2 separate regions of the Zea mays genome follow, and region 2 is linked to region 1. A link is a contact called in public Hi-C data. All regions are on one chromosome and are shown on one strand. Each heading gives the region's core, a stretch centred on a gene start, on an enhancer-like site or on the middle of the called end of the contact. The rest is flanking DNA. Distances are from core to core; before and after follow the strand shown. Region 1 holds the start of LOC103629212 (E3 UFM1-protein ligase 1 homolog). Region 2 holds the start of LOC100282909 (nudix type motif 22).

Evidence for each region. Hi-C and Micro-C count contacts between places; a contact is called where the count stands out from the background.
Region 2: a Hi-C map of leaf shows a contact between it and region 1, with 5 times the contacts expected there. The contact joins the promoter of LOC100282909 here to the promoter of LOC103629212 in region 1. A contact is called at or near these places in 4 of 25 Hi-C or Micro-C datasets (ear, endosperm, leaf and 1 more).

Annotation. Positions count from the first base shown.
Region 1 is chr6:40,768,181-40,773,857 of Zm-B73-REFERENCE-NAM-5.0, forward strand. LOC103629212 (E3 UFM1-protein ligase 1 homolog) reads right to left here and starts at 1,960. Exons shown (of 20, transcript XM_008650387.4): 1 at 1,442-1,960; 2 at 308-619. The coding sequence starts at 1,615.
Region 2 is chr6:41,031,734-41,037,140 of Zm-B73-REFERENCE-NAM-5.0, forward strand. LOC100282909 (nudix type motif 22) reads right to left here and starts at 1,336. Exons shown (of 10, transcript NM_001155815.2): 1 at 1,161-1,336; 2 at 503-577; 3 at 364-420; 4 at 30-118. The coding sequence starts at 1,238. It overlaps TRNAR-UCG (transfer RNA arginine (anticodon UCG)), which reads right to left and starts at 5,082; the gene lies at 5,009-5,082.

The DNA.
Region 1 (5,677 bases), core at 710-3,209:
TAAAAATATTGGAAATAAAGTATTGCAACATGGAGATTTAAAGTTAGAAAATGTGAAACTCAACTAAACATTCTGATCCTAAGCACCAGATTTGCCAATGGACCATGATCTAAAGCACCACACATACCAAGAGACTAACACATACAACACTGCCTAAAACCACTTTATGGTTCTTCTAAGAGCTGACTCATATGAATCAGCTAATTCATAATGCTTGAAATGACAGGTTGCATCAAGATTACTGAATTCAAACTACAGAACAAAGGGAAATGAGCTACCACTACAAGAAAAGCCATGAGAAGCATACAATAGTTCCAAGCCGCGGCTCGAGGATACTGATGACAAGCTCGGATCCAATATGTAACTGAGCAGCAATCTCTGCCAAGGCAATCTGACTGCGCTCCTGAAGCTTCTCATTTATCTCTTCCGTCACGGTGTCCCAGTAAGATTGTGACATGATCTCGCCATTTATCAGCATTAGAGTGGGATCATCGGAGACGACCTTCTGTGACTGCCTCTCAACATGGTAAAGGTCCACCCCCAGGGTATCTGATAAGTCAACTAGAGATGCACGGCCTCTCTTCTTGATCTCCATCTTAATCTCATGCTTCAAATGGTCCTGCAACACCATAGTTGACCATGGATCAGCTAGAAAACCATGAATTCTCAACTGAGCAAGTGTTCAGAACAGAGCTGAACACCAAAAAAGGTCATCCGGTCATCCCATATCATAGGAATTCTAGATGAAATGACGCAATAACTCTTAACCTGCTAGGGACATAAAAATGTGCAACTGCCATTGTATCTCTAGTATTGAGGTGGCCATTTTAGCAAATCTCTCGAGAAAGGAGATAAGAGTATTCGTTACAAACACCAGAACCCATCCAGAGGTTTGCTCTTAAGATATTACTAAGGCATAGTCCAGAGTCCATTAAATAAAAAACATGTTCCATAAAATTCCCTGCTTCCGAAATGAATAATGACATCCCACTACGCAGTATCCTTTTGAGTTAGGGAAATTTGGATCCATACCATTAAAAGATCACCAATTTGGATCCATACCATTACTATCTCACTTACATGTGGGTCCACATGAGTCAATGACATGTGGGGTCCATGGTATATATCTAAAGTTTAGATCTTTTAATGGTATAGATCCAATTGTTCCTTTGAGTTATTAACCCCGACGTCCTAAAAACCCTTCCTAAATGTTGGTTTAGTTCAGCAGCTACTATAATAAAGGCTGACGCATATGTGTAAAGAAAATTCAGGCCAGATCGTTGACACAGTTTATCTCTAAATGCAGTAACATACGCTTAGGGGCTGCTGCAGTGGTAAATCCAACCAAACGAGAGAAAGAAGGGGCGGGGCGATGGTGTTGATGGGATCGGGGCAGCAAAGTAGAGGGGACGGATAGAGAGAGGGAGGCCAGAGGGCGTACGGATGTGATGTACTCCTTGCCGGAGACGGTGTGGAGGAGGTCGAAGTCGATGATGCCTCGCTCCTGCAGCTTCCGCACCAACTCCACCACGTTCCGCTCCGACAGGCGCACGCTGGACCTCGCGCTCTGCGCCGCCTCTAGCTGCCGCTGCAGCTCCAGAAGCTCCGCGTCCATGGGCGCGGCCCTCCACCCTCCTTCCTCTCTCTCTCTCTCTCTCTCTCTCTAGACTCGCCGGAGACGCGGAGGACGCGACGACGACGGCGACGGAGAGATGGAACTGCGGGGGAGAAGTTTTCACTGGCAGGTGGGGCCCTGCGGGTGCCGGCGGCGTGCGAAGGAATAGTTGAGACGGAAGGGGATCTGGCCTCTGGGTCTGGGGGCTGGAGCTGCAGCGGAGGGCCGACAGGTGAGCCCAGTGCATAAAAATCAGGCCCATAATAAGCTTCAGATTTTGGGGACGTTTAGTACCGTACGCGCGCCTTGGCGCGCTCTGTCGTGGCGCCGTGCCTCTCAGGATTTCATCTCAGACTAGGTAAATGCTCGTGCTTTGTTACGGAATGAACATATTCTGATAAGATGCATTGAAGTTCAAAAATATTAATTATCATTTTATGTTCTTGTTAACATCTTTTAATTTTTTTTAAAAAAAATACATACCTTAAAAGCATTACACATAGAATAAACCCATCATGTGCAGTAAAATTTAATATTTATTAGCCATTCAAGTAATCTGCTATAGACATACTATTCAAATGTATAATTTTTGTTATATATCTAAAAATATTGGAACGACTTATAATTTAAAAAGAAGAGAATGAGTTATAATTTGAAAAGAAAGAGTACAATGTCTAATATTGTTGCCACACAAATATTGTATTCATGACATCCTTACTTTCTCGCTCTCATGAGTCCTGGATTAGTAGGTTTACAGAACAAGCCTCTCTCTATGTTCAGTGTGAAGTATAGAATGAAGCGAAGAAAACTAACTACATAACACGCCCTATAAGAGCCTTGTTTATAACTGTAGCTTAGAATTTATTGTCATAAGCCCGCCCTCAGTTTTAATTGTGGCTTAGAAATCAAGGCATGCAGATGTATTTGGCTTCTAAACCTCATTTATACGAAACATGCACATCACCTCAATAGTTTTCTGCTGCTTGTATCAAGTGGACAATATTGGTTACCTATAAGAGCCTTGTTTTAGAACATATATGACACAAATGGTGATGACTGGAAGTGAACTCAGAAAAGAATAAGTCACAAAAATATTTTCTTTGAAGGAATTACTTCACCATGTGCTTACACAACAGACATTTTTTCAACTGTTGAATTCACATTTTTTTGTGTGTAGTGGACTTCAACCTTTGTCAACATGAACTGAGTGCCACGATTCAAACATGAGTTGTGAATTCATATAAAAAACTTATATCCTTCTACAGTTGTAAACAGTGGCAACTGAATGAATTAACCAGATATTTGTACCCCACCAAGTGCATGCTTATCAACCTAGAAGACCAAATCAAGGTATCAACTGAGATGCCTTTGCCATAAACAATCTGTTCCAGTATTGAAGATTCCAAGAGGTAGTAAAAAAATATTATGTTGACAGGTTTGCTGGTGCAGTAGCTGCCTAATAGGGAGTTAACTAAGTAAAAGGAAATGAGCCACAAAACAAGCAATAATCACCTGCATCTTCATGCCATCTTCAGCAAACCACAAGTAATCATAGACTCGTGGGATATGAAGTTAGAAGGCATTCGAGTTTGGATCTTCAATCCATCAAGCAAACATATTCAATACCTCCACAAGGTTCCTTGCAGTAATCAGTCAAACAACATTAAAAAATAAAACAGTGTACACTTATAATAAAAGTTTCTCAAGTTATGAGCATAAAATTCAACAAAACTGGCAAATGAGAGTCAGAAACACACTATACTCAAGAGTCAAGACAAAGGAATCCATCCCAGACATCAAGGCACTAACAGAAGGATATTTTTTGTTAATGTAAATTGTTGGAGCAAAAAGAGAAAAGCATTTCCATAGTTTGAACATATCATTCAACTAATGTCTTGTTTGGCATAAACCTATACTGTTACAAAGGATTGTGGATTGCATAACTGGATACAGTTAGCAAAATCACAAGTGCTTGTAGCATAAAATGCATTTACCATGAATACATGATACATATCACATGACAATCATAGTGAATGAGGTGGAAGAAGTGACACATCACATAACCCACGGTGAATATTGTAATATTTAACAAAAATATATGGTGGACTCGTAAAAAAATTTAGTCAGACAATTCAGGAGAGTAGCGCGTTAATGCCATAGTAAGCTAAGACAACACAAGCTGGAAGTTAAATGAAGCACTGAAATCTCAAACAAGACATTAGTTGATGGCGATGAGTGTTGGGCACTTGAATAGAAACCTAAGGCATTTATTCCTCTCAGTTGCTAAAAATCATCCGGCCAACACCCACCTGAATATAAAAGTTACAGAATCAGTTATTAACTTCTTTCATACTTTTTCAGAAAACAATAACTGACAGACAACCAGCAAAGAAAAAAAATATAGCTTGTACAAAAACCTAAGGCATTTATTCCTCCCAGTTGCTGGAAAATCATTAGGCCAACACCCACTTGAATATCAAAGTTACAGAATTAGTTATGGACTTCTTTCATACTTTTTATAAAAAAATAACTGATAGACTGGCACCATTAATCTCAGAATTTTGTTAGCTAACAAGAAAACAATAAGGTAGTTTTAAGAAAATAAATTAAATGGATAAAATTCTTACCGTGACTGCACATATATTTTTGCTCTGAAATAAATCTTGAATCCTGGCCTTAGTCAATCAACAAACCTATTCTATATAATCCTAGATAGAATGTTTAGTTTGAATATCTTATGATCTACATTGTTTGATAAATGGAAGCTATGTTCAGAATAAATTACTTTGATCTCAGTAGCCTCTTCAGAAACATCAGAACATCCCCCCCCCCAAACTTTTGTAATGATGAAGCATGGAAATTCTCTCTCTCTCATTATGTTGGCCTGCCATATTACCAAACTAAGGTTCAGAAGGAAGTGTACAATTAGAAGTCACAATTTCAGTCAAGGTTTTCTGTCCACAAAATAGATTATATTTCATCTTTTTCATCACTATTATTTTGATATAGATCACCATGTGTGGAAATGAGAAATAAGTCATAAATGTAACATAATGCTTGTTGTAAGGTAAAATCAAGGAGTGCAGAATGTGTAATGCATGTATCCTATGAAACAAAACAATTTAGAATAATCATCTATCATAACAATATATCCAGGCAAACTCGATCCTATGAAGATATACCCTATAACTTGGTACATTTTTCTTCTTGAAGAAGACTCTGGATCATTTACATCGCTATGCATCCTTTCTCAAAAGGAAAGAACCTTCATGACGATATTCAAGGTCTATGCTTAGTTGTTTACCTCATTGATGAAACACCATTCACTGATAGATGTGTGCCTCCATAGAGACTGTGTTGCTTCAGAAGAAAGTACCATTTGAAATCATAAAGAATAACAACCTATAAAGAACCACATGAGTTAAAAAGACGAAAATGTCCTAATATATACAAGACAAAATTTATAAAATGAATGCTGATCACGTAGTTACCTCAAGATTGTTGCTAGACGGATCAGCTATTGGAGTTATCTTCATACCACCACCAAAGTACTTGGCAGACATTGGATCATTTAGTTCGTTGTGTATCCTTTCTCAAAAAGAAAGGACCTTCACGATGATATCCAAGGTTTATGCTTAGTTGTTTACCTCATTGAACACCATTCACTTATAGATGTGTGCTTCCATAGAGCCTGTGTAGCTTTAGAAGAAAGTCATACTATTTGAAGCATTGAAGAATAACAACCTATAAAAACCACATGAGTTGAAAAAGATGACAATGTCCTAATATATACCAGAAAGCAACCATCTTAACAGATGTATGCAAGCAACCATCTCAACAGACATCCTGTAAAAGACAAGATCAGGAATGATCGAATATAAACATTAAAGTGTAATTGCGAAGAATGTGGGGCAGCCACGAAAGACTTGAAGGTTCACTGCATCTGGCAAGAGCATTCAGTCCTGCATAGAAAATATTAAGAAACAAATGTTCCTTGAATCATTACATCTCTTTAATGTCAATATCATGTCACGAGGGAATGCATAATAAAGATAGAAACAC
Region 2 (5,407 bases), core at 86-2,585, 260 kb after region 1:
TGGAAATGAACACAAATGGTCAAACCAACCTGTAGTCTGTGAGACCCAAATGAAGTGAGACACAGTACTCAAGATCATGATCTGAGTCATCTTTGTAGTGCAAGGCATTTCCTCCATACTGAAATTCTTGATTGTTGTCAGTATTTACATTCTACTACCTGCTGGTGAATGCAGTAGAACAGATACATATACAGAGAGATTGTCTTTCTATAAAGCATGCACCAAATCACTTAACATGCAAGAAGCTTCCAGTTTTCTTTAGTTAAATACGTGTTTACCAGTAAATTGTAGCATCTTCAGGACTTCAAGTATCAACGGAGCAGAAAAAAACGAGCATACCAAGGTAGAGCTAAAAATACATACCCGAAACTTTGTACCGCTGTATAGATATGGGTTCCGCTGAAGGCTTTGGTCCCACACCTAAAAGGTCAACAAACATGAAGAATGGCAATGGACACATGCATATGTCAGATAGACGTATGATATTGGTAGGCAACATTACCTCACTTATAGATTCCTCCAAGGCTGCATCAGGATGGGGAATCCTGTCGAATGACCGACCAAACTTCACCGAAACCTTCAGTTCATAACATGAGCTCAATCAGAATGTTGCTGTGTTGTAAAGCAAGAGTGTAAAACACACTTGGTACTTCCTCCATTCAAAGAAAAAAAAAGTCCATCTAGATTTGTCCTAAGTCTTCACTTTTTTTAGTATAGGAAATTTTATAAGGATTGGTAACACAAGAGTTAGCATGACAAGATCCGTACTTCATAATATTTGAGGGCCTATTTAGATCAAGACCTGACAAATTTGCCTGGCCAGACAGCTCCCACAGGCCTAATATACGAGCGCCTGTTGTACTGTTTCTGGCCGCGCTACAGAAATATAACATCAGTTATTAGCACCCCACACACTCCTGAACGAGCTAAAGAAATACATCACGGCAGTTGATGGCAGCAGCAGCACATCCAAACACTTGGGGCTAAGCTTGTCATCCAGGATCTGGGGAAACCGATGCAAAAGTCGGTGTTGCCGCCCGCGCGGTGGTCGGACCGATGGAGGAGACGCCGTTCCGTGCAACCAAATGGACCATGCAATCGGGATGGGGACGGAGGCGAGGGGGAGGAGGAAGAGGGGGAAGAGTTTAGGGTACACGCACGCGGGAGCGAGGGAGGCCGTCGGGGCAGGAGAGGAGTATCTTGAACGCCGTGCCCGGATATGCGCCGGAGGCGGCCATACTGGGTCCCGGTGCGGGTGGCGCGGCGACGGAGACGGTCGAGGGGCGCGGGGTTGGCCGGTGCGGCGGCACGTGGATAAAAACCTACGGGTTTGAGTGATAGTTTGTACCGTGGCTTTCTTGGTATACGTGCCAACACATGTACACGTAATAAATGTATGTGTATAATTATGTGATCGTGAGTATATCCGCAGGTTTGTAAACGCTCCATCCGTTGGTTTCTAGTCAAGTTTGGGTCGTGCTCGCTGAACTAGTACGAGCCTGACACGAAATAGATAGCATGCAGCCTGGCCCAGTACAAAATAGAAAAAACCGAGCCAGCACGACACGTTAGACGGGCTGGGCCGTGCTCCGGTTGGTGGCCCGATGGTCCAAATAGCCCGGCACGGCATCATGGGCCGTGCTCGGGCTAGCCCGGCACGAGTTAGGGTTAGGGAACGACGGTCTCGTGTCGCGCGATATATTTCCAGCCCCAGCCGTTCGTTCCTGTGGTGGCGGTCTCGGTTTAGGCCTTTAGGGTTAGGTTCTCAGCGCATCGTTTCCTGTGGCGGCGACTCCTTGGCTTCTCTTCCGCGACTAGGAACGCCACCGCCAGTCCGCCACTCCGCCAGTCTGCATTCGCAAGCGGCCAAGCCCGCCGTCGCTCCTTCCCTCCTCCTCCTCGGTTCCTCGGCTGAGCAACTCCTCGGTCCCTTCTGCGACTAGGAACACCGCCAGCCGCTGCCGCTCCTTCCCTCGTCCTCCTCTTCCTCGACAGTCCAGCCGCGACCGTCGGATGCCCAGATCCCAGGAAACGATGTGCCATGCGACCGCGACCGCGAGTTCAACCGGCCCACAGCCCACTCACAGCTCCAGCAAGGTTTGTTCACATCCTCTTCGTCAGATTATTGTTAATTCCTTGGTCCGTTCACATCTGTGGCTATGATTCATGCCCCCCCGCCCTGGGAGGTCGAGCTCTTTATATACGGTTGTTTTGATTCATTCCCCACTGAATCTGATTACTTAGTTCATGAGCGTCTGACCTTACAAATTACAATGGGGAGGAAGAGGACAGCTACTAGAAAACCTTATGCTAGTAGGACGATAGATGGTTCCAGCAGTCCTTGCGCACTCGCCCCAACCTTGGAAGGTAGATCTGATGATGGTAGTGCAATAGATAATGCCTCATTACCAGTACATGGTGCTGGAGGTGTACCTGTTTGTAGTGGTAGTTCTTCCTTACCAGCAGATGGGGGTGGAGGTGTACCTGTTTGTAGTGAAAGTTCTTCCTTACCAGCTGATGTGCTAGTGCAAAGTGCTGCTAAACCATCTGTTTCCAGGGCAGAGTGCTGGAAACATATGGATAAGCGGGAGATTGTTGAAAATGGTATAAAAAGTTATATTGTTGTATGTCATTATTGTAAAACTGAGTTGAGTGCAGATTCTGCTGGTGGCACTGGACATCTGAATCGACATTTTAGAGCTTGTTTGAAGAAGGTAGGGCAAACTCTTGGTGCAGGTGTGCAAACTCAACTTAACTTCGCTGTGGATGGCACTGTAAGTACATGGGTTTACAATCCACAAGTAGCACATGAAGAAATTATTAAATACATTGTTTCTGAAGATTTACCTATTATGATGGGTGAAAGCCCTAATTTTAAGAATCTGATTCAACGTGCTTTCTGTCCACAATACCAACCTATATATCAGTAGAACTACTATAAAATCTGATTTAATGTTGCAGTATCGCAAACATCTTGCTGCCCTTAAAGATAATTTTAAAAAAGTTCAGTTTTCATTTGCTTTAACTTCAGATATTTGGACTTCATCACATCAAAAAACTAGCCACATTTCTGTTGTTGCACACTATTTGGATAATTCATATTGTCTTCATAAGCGTGTTATAGGTTTTAGAGTGATGAATGATTCACATACTGGTTCTGCAATTGCTAAGCATATTCTTGAGGTGGTTAATGATTTTGATATAAGTAATAAGATTCTGTCTATTACTCTTGATAATGCTTCCTCAAATACAAATACAATTGAATCCCTATCCCCTCACCTGCATTCATACATAGATGGTTATATTGTCTACCAAAGATGTGTGTGCCACATTATTAATTTGGTTGTTCAGGATGGCATAACAGTAGTTAGCAAATATTTGGATAATGTCCGTGCTGCTGTTCGTTTCATAACAAGTACCCCTCAAATGATTACAAAATTCGGTGAGTATTGCAAGGCAAATAATATGAAACAAATGAAATTTGGCCTTGATATGAAGATAAGATGGAATTCGACCTATCTTATGCTTAAGAAACTACAAGGTTATGAGAAAATTATAACTATTTTTGTGAATGCTAATGCTCTTGATCTTGATTTGGTGCTAACTGAAGCTGATTGGTATATGGTTAAACATTTTAGAGAGTTTTTGATGCCCTTTTATGTAGCCACAAATGTTCTATCAGGTGTTTACTATCCTACATCATGCTTAGTCATTGATTACATTTGGTTAATTGTCGAGTCATTTGCTAAGCACAGATCTGATTCCCTTCTTTGCACTGTTGTTGCTCCAATGGAGTTAAAATTTCTAAAACACTTTGATAACATATCCCATATATATTGCTTTGCAACTATTTTGGATCCTAGAAAAAAAACTTGATGGGTTACAAACTGCTTTAGAAAGAATTGGCGACTTGCTAGATATGGACTATTCGGATGCTTTTAATCATGTGAAAGATGAATTATTTCGTGTTTTTGGCTTTTACTATAACAAATATGGTGAAAGTAATGTTACAGGAACAATGGGTGAACATGACATAGAACATTCAGATAGTTCTTTGACAGCCCACTTATGGAAGAGATCTAAGGGGAAAGAATCTTCTAACTCTACAACAAATCAAAGGTGGAATCCTAATGCTGAATTGAATCATTATCTATCTACTAACTTTGCAGCGACTGATCGCACCTTGAAGGGTGATAAGGTAAAATTACTTGAATGGTGGAGGGAACACAAGTACAGTTTTCCAGTATTATCTCATTTTGCTAGAGATATTATTCTTGTTCCTGTTTCTATGGTTTCCTCTGAAGCAACATTTAGCACAGTTGGTAGAATTATTGAAGAAAGGAGGTCCTCTCTTGCACATGAGACAGTGGAGGCCATCACCTGCCTTAAGGATTGGAAAAGAGCTGACGATAGAAAACAACATCAACTTGAAGATCCTGAGGTTGAACAAGCTTTTGCTGATTTCAGTCATGATTAGTGTTTCTTTTATCTAGTTCATTCTATTAATGTGGACTGTTATTGTAATATGGACTATTATTGTAATATGGACTGTGGACATTAAAACTTTTTCCGATCTATACTCTTTTTCTTACAGAGGGAGCCCCACATTGGGGTGTAAGGTTTTTAACGAGGCAGATCGAGGAATAAAAAGTAGTTTCCCTCAAAATTTTGTTTGTGTTGTCTAATTTATTGTAACAGTTTATTTAAATATATGACTTGTTTTCCTCAAATTTTTATTTATGTTGCTTAAAGGGTTTTGGACTTATTTCTGTATATGACTTAGTCACCTGAAGCACTCTTACGGGTCGGGTCTGAGCCAACACGGGCCGATATAAGCCCGCCATACTTTAGGGCTTACATTTTAGAACATGAGCATGATTTAGCCTGAAGCACGATGGGCCCGTGCCGGGTCACGCCCAACCTGCAGTACTATTGGTTTCAAACCCATTTTCATCTCTCGCGGTCCTGGTCAATTAATGCAAAACGAGTGGGAAAAAGAAAATTAAGTCGACCACAGTGGGAGTCGAACCCACGACCTTCTGATCCGAAGTCAGACGCGCTAATCCACTGCGCTATGCGGTCGTCGTTGTGTCAATCAAGCCTCCATTTTTTAAATTGATAGTATTACGCGCATTCTGCCAACTAGAAATGTCAAGGTGCGTATGGGGATCCGACCTACGCAGAATTCTCCATTATGGTTATTAGGATTAGAGTAAGATTTTAATCTTTATTATTATAGATTTGAGAAAAATTATTTCCTCAAGTATGTGAGTGTGGGTATGAAAAAGCAGAACCTAATTAACTATGGATAATATTTATCTTGTAAAATTATGTGTGCACCCATCCACCCATCGCGAGGAGGATAACTAGCCGCCCCACCCACCCTTTGTTTTTGTTGTTTTGCATG